Regions from separate parts of the Rattus norvegicus genome. Here region 2 is linked to region 1. A link is a contact called in public HiChIP or PLAC-seq data. All regions are on one chromosome and are shown on one strand. Each heading gives the region's core, a stretch centred on a gene start, on an enhancer-like site or on the middle of the called end of the contact. The rest is flanking DNA. Distances are from core to core; before and after follow the strand shown.

Region 1 (2,700 bases), core at 42-2,541:
GCAATCAATAACCATGTAATCAAGGATGACCTTGAACCATGGTGCCCGAGTGCTAGGATTGTGTGTACTGGAGTACTTGGCTTGCAAATAATTACTGAGCAGTAAGGGGCGGGCACTGTGCCAATTGAGTGGTATTTGTATGAGTCACTTAAAAAGACGTGGAAACTCAAAAGATTGCAGGCTGGAGTTGGGAAGAGGGCCTCTCAGCACTTCCAAAACAGCATCCTTTATGGTGAGTTGTCCTTGACCAGTACTTGGGGCTTCCAACCACTTAAGCAGCTGCTCACTCACCAGGATGACTTCTTGGTAAGGCTATACCAGGAAGTTAAGACTTGGGAGTTAATCAGAACTACTCTAGGGCTTGAGATCCAACTGAATAAAACACAATATTAAGGGAACTGACCCTATACAAACCAGCAGTGATGGGCATATTTTAGAGTAGGTTAGATCTAAGGTTAGGTATATTTTCCCAGTACAGGATTCAGAGGAAAGATGCAGGGCTGGAGGAACCGGAGTATCTCCCAATAAGGCCCCAACATGAACGCCCTGTCTCAAAGTGCGGTCCCTGGACTGACAGGATTGGACCAGGTAACTCCAGAGGACCTTTCTATATGCCTAAAGCTCTGCCCATTTGGTTCTGAGAACAACAAATACAGGGAAAGAGGGCTTTCAGCCCAAGTGTCACTCCTGGAAAGCTGTTTGCTCCGTGCTGGACCAAAGCTGCCCGGGAGCGATGCCGGAGAGAGCAACTACATTGGGGTGACCTCTGATGAGTCGGTAGCTGTAAGAGTCTGGTACCCGGAACCTCTGGTGGCTCTTCCCGATATTAGTGCTCCTAGGGCGCCCAGGTTCAGAGCCAATAGAAACTTAAGGTTTAGATGACTCGTCACGCCTGGGCCAATCAGCTCGACGCGCGCTCCTACGGCGTCTCGCGTGATAACCAGGCAGCTTTGGCTTTGACCGTCATAGCTTTGGTTAGGTGTCTCTCCACGCCCTGTAAGACACCGGAAGTTCCGTAACGAGCGATCCCTCCGCACTCCGGAACGTGACTTCAGTTGGTCGCAAACCTATAAAGTAGTGCACTTTTCTTCCTTCATGGGGCCTTCAGGATACTCTGTAACGCCCCAGTTACTCCCCGAGCACAGCGGAGAAGGGTTTGGACGGGCCAGAGCGTCAATGGGATAGGGTTAGGTGGAGCGGCGGCGGGATCACGTGACCACGGTGGGAGGATACGGGGTGTACTGCGTCCCTCACCGATTCTATAAAAGGCGGGTTTAGGGCGTGTCGCCGCCATTTCTGCTTGCTCTGTGGTAGATGTCTCTCTGTACGCTGTTCCTTTCCTCTTCCCCTCCCGCAGGGCTTGCGGCCACCATGGCGTATTAGAGGCAGCAGAGCCTGCGGCAGCGTTGGCCTTTGCAGCGGCGGCAGCAGCACCAGGCTCTGCAGCGGCAACCCCCACCGGCTTAAGCCATGGCGTGAGTATTGGGCCGACTGCGCGGGCGTGTGCTTTGCTGTGTTTGGGTGCGGCCTGGGCGCGTTGACCAGCATACGCGGCTTTACAAGCGGCCAGACGCGTCGGCCTTGTTTGGGTGGCCCCGCAACGCCGGCGCACACGGGGAGGGTTGGGCAGGCGGCGTGGAGGGAGTAGTGCCTAAAACCCTGCTACTTCCTCTTCGTCCTCTCTTAACTTAGTCGTCTCGCGCCCCCCCGGGTTCCCGGTGTCATTCTGCGAACGTGGCGAGGCCAAGATGGCGGTGGGGCGGGGGGGGGGTGTGAGTCACGGGGGCGGGGCGCGACGGCCTTGGCCGTATTAGGACTTGAGGACAAGCTGCTTCCTCCGGGTGGCCGGTGAAGCAAAGCTAAGCCTCCATCTTGTGCAACCCGAGCTGGCGGCTGGGGAAGCTTACACAATGGCCTTGAGCCCACGTGCTCTCCATTTAGAAGCTTTTGGGATTTTGTCATCCAGCATCCTAGATAGAAAGATGATTGAACTTGCTTTTGGATCCTTATGCAGGCTCTTCACGAAACCCAGCAGCAGCGTTGCTGTAACGGACAAAGATACCTTCGAGTTAAGCACATTCCTCGATACCAGCAAATCCCTACAACATGACCGAGATGAGCTTCCTGAACAGCGAAGTGTTGGCGGGGGACTTAATGTCCCCCTTCGACCAGTCGGGTTTGGGGGCTGAAGAAAGCCTAGGTCTCTTAGATGACTATCTGGAGGTGGCCAAGCACTTCAAACCTCATGGGTTCTCCAGCGACAAGGCGGGCTCCTCAGAATGGCTGGCTATGGATGGGTTGGTCAGTGCCTCAGACACCGGCAAGGGTGAGTAGGGAGGACACCTGCACCAGTGTGCTCTTTTCATGTGGGTTTGGTGTTCTAAAGGTTTTCTGCCTCTAGTATGAACCGTTCTCTCCTGAAATTTTTTTCCCCAGAGGATGCCTTTTCCGGGACAGATTGGATGTTGGAGAAAATGGACCTGAAAGAGTTTGACTTCGATGCTCTGTTTCGAATGGATGACCTGGAAACCATGCCAGATGAGCTTTTGGCCACGTTGGATGACACATGTGATCTTTTTGCCCCTCTAGTCCAAGAGACTAATAAGGAGCCCCCTCAGACAGTGAACCCAATTGGCCATCTCCCAGAAAGTGTAATAAAAGTCGACCAGGCTGCCCCCTTTACATTCTTGCAGCCTCTTC
Region 2 (3,050 bases), core at 263-2,762, 670 kb after region 1:
ACATAGAGAAATTTCTGTCTTGAGAAAAAAAAACTATTAGAATAACTATCAATGAAATAATTAACTTCCTACTTAAAGCAACAGTTTTAAGTAGGAAAGGGAGAAGCTTACACTGCCACCTATAGCAGCCCCTTTATTTGCTTTTTTGTTTTTTTTTTTAAAGCTTTTTGTTGGTTTTTGGTGAGGAGTTGTTTGAGACAGGGTCTCAAGTAGCCTGGTGGTGTCTGTGGGTCTTAACTACATAGCTGAGGATGACTGAACTCCTGATCCTGCCTGCATCTCCCAAGTGCTGGGTTTACAAACGGGTTCTGCCATGCCTGGCTCCCCAAAACAACCTTTCACTTTTTCATTCTTTTTTTTCTTTTCTTTCTTTCTTTTTTTTTTTTTTTAAATTTTACACTGTAGCTGTTTTCAGACACACCAGAAGAAGGCACCAGATCTCATTACAGATGGTTGTGAGCCACCATGTGGTTGCTGGGAATTGAACTCAGGACCTCTGGAAGAGCAGTCAGTGCTCTTAACCGCTGAGCCATCTCTCCAGCCCACATTCTTATTTTTTTTTTTAATTTATTTATTTATTATATATAAGTACACTGTAGCTGTCTTCAGACACACCAGAAGAGGGCATCAGATCTCTTTACAGATGGTTGTGAGCCACCATGTGGTTGCTGGGAATTGAACTCATGACCTCTGGAAGAGCAGTTGGGTGCTCTTAACCGCTGAGCCATCTCTCCAGCCCCCACATTCTTATTTTTTATTTACTCTTTTTCCACATACTTTTTATTCCTAGCATTTGTATCTAATTACTATATAAAGTGTTAGTCATGACACTTTCTAACAAGGTGCATTTTAAGGATCCTACACGTGCTGCTGCAATCCCTTGGAGAACACTCTTGAAGGCAGATCCTTTTTGTTCTTATTTTGCTTTTTGTTTTGTTGTTTGTTTTCTGCTTTAAATCAATTTAGCTTGCTTAGTCCTTTCCTGGTGCAAATATAGAAGCCAATCGAAATTTAACTTATTAGTTCTTTTTTAAAAGATGTATGCTATTTCAGTTTTATTCTGCCACGGAAATTTTGAATTCTTGGTTTGATTTGTTCTCGAGCGATCATGCGTGGAGTAATTCTGACAGGCTGCTTTCTGAGCTCGGAACCAGCAAGCAGTTTAAGAGTTTCAGTCTCCTGCTGAGCCTGGCTCCTGCGGGACGGAAGTACTCCGAGTGTCCACTAGGGCTCCTTCCTGGCGTCCCTACGACTGGCCTCTGGAACTTTCCTTTCTGGGTTAAACGCGGGTCTTAATGTGCGTTCCTCAGATGGAAAAATCGAGGAGGCACGGCGTTGGACAGAGATTTAAGAAGCTTTAACCGTACCTCGCTGAAACCAAGAGAAAAGCGTTGACCCTCAGAAAGGACGAGCCAAACGTGAACTACCTCCACCCTCCAGGGTAGCATTACCCGCGGGGCGGGGCCAAAGGAGGAAGTCCCGCCCCATGCACGCTGGGCTTCCGCTTTTGGGCCCGCTACTGAAGTCCGCCGTAGCTGAGTCGCGTGTTGAAAATGGCTGCATCCGGGGACCCTGCCTGTGCTGAAAGCTACCGTTCTCCGCTGGCGGCTCGCTACGCCAGCCATGAAATGTGCTTCTTGTTCAGCGACAGGTACAAGTTCCAGACGTGGCGGCAGCTGTGGCTGTGGCTGGCGGAGGCCGAACAGGTAACTGGCCGGGCCCCTTGTCTCGACCGAGGTCATGGCCCGAGCACCTGTTGCCTCGGCCAGGTCCTAGAGACCGGCACATCCTTTGGAGGACTTCAATTTGGGCAAGGCTATGGGAGTTTGCGTCCTTCCACAGCGCATTTCAAGTGGAATGCTATTTATACCTCGCAGGCAGGGGCCAAGGCGCCTGCCGCCTAGCCATCAGACTTGAGTTCGAGCCCTGGGGCAACATGTTGAGTGAGGCATACCTGATTCCCATTAGTTGTTCTCCGACTTTATGCGCTCACACATACACGCGCGCGCGCGCGCACACACACACACACACACATACACACAAAACAAGTACATTCTTTTTATAAGTAAGTTGTAAACTTAATGGTGATTTTCGCACAGTTTTAAAAGAAGATATACTTATTTTTATTTTTTGCGTTTAAGTGCTTTGCCTGTATGTACGCACGTTCACCACTCATATCTGGTGCCAGCAGACATTGTCAGGAGAGGGAGCTAGTTAACAACTTGTCTTAAGGTGCCATGTGGGTCCTGGGAACTAAACCTGGGTCCTCTGTAAGTGCATTTAACCACTAAGCCATCTCTCCAGTCCCTGAATTTTCTTCTTTCCGGAGGACAAAACAAAGTTTGTAAGGATCAAGGCTTGCCCTAGGTTACCCAGCTAGCACTTGACAGCAGAGCTGGGATTTGAACCTAGATTCATTCTAGAACCTGAGCTGAGTCTTTGGTCACTTTGTTTTCCTTGGTGCCTTTAAAGCTAATGACAGCATTGGAATCTATTTCTGAGCCACTATTTCTGTATAAATTTTGCTATGAGAAGGGAGGATCTGGGCAAGTGTTCATTACAGAAGGTACATGAGTTGTGGGGTGTTAATTGTGGTGATTTGATTTGAGGGGGGAGGGGTTTTGCTGGCTTGTGTTTTTTGAGGAAGTGTCTCACTGTGTAGCTGTGGCTAGCCTATGGTTAGTCTCAAACTCACAGAAATCAGCCTGCCTATACCTCCCAAGTACTAGGATCAAAGGGTTCAACACCACAGCCACATTAGTATTTTGTCTTACAGGGGCAGCATGAACAGTTGTTCCGTTCAGTATTTTTTTTTTTTCTTTTCTTTTTTTCGGAGCTGGGGGACCGAACCCAGGGCCTTCGGTTCAGTATTTTTTAAGTGATTTTGGGAAAGAGGCTTCCCAGAGAGGTTGAACAAAGCCGTGAGTGATCCAGAGAGCTGTAACGATTCTCAGGTTTCAGAGCAGGTTAGTGTGTTCACAAAGAGCTCAGTGCCTGTGAATCCAACCTTCATCCTGCATTCCCTGCCCAACCCCTCCATGGCTTCCATA

What was found. HiChIP or PLAC-seq counts read pairs in DNA pulled down with a chosen protein or histone mark.
Region 2: an H3K27ac HiChIP or PLAC-seq map of oligodendrocytes shows a contact between it and region 1, with 11 times the contacts expected there. The contact joins the promoter of Adsl here to the promoter of Atf4 in region 1. A contact is called at or near these places in 7 of 12 Hi-C or Micro-C datasets (the A7r5 cell line, the Rat2 cell line, Schwann cells and 4 more) and 1 of 1 datasets of contacts at active chromatin or transcription factors (oligodendrocytes).

Annotation. Positions count from the first base shown.
Region 1 is chr7:113,683,390-113,686,089 of GRCr8, forward strand. Atf4 (activating transcription factor 4) reads left to right here and starts at 1,292. Exons shown (of 3, transcript NM_024403.2): 1 at 1,292-1,475; 2 at 2,015-2,326; 3 at 2,437-2,700. The coding sequence starts at 2,107.
Region 2 is chr7:114,357,928-114,360,977 of GRCr8, forward strand. Adsl (adenylosuccinate lyase) reads left to right here and starts at 1,513. Exons shown (of 13, transcript NM_001130503.1): 1 at 1,513-1,706. The coding sequence starts at 1,554.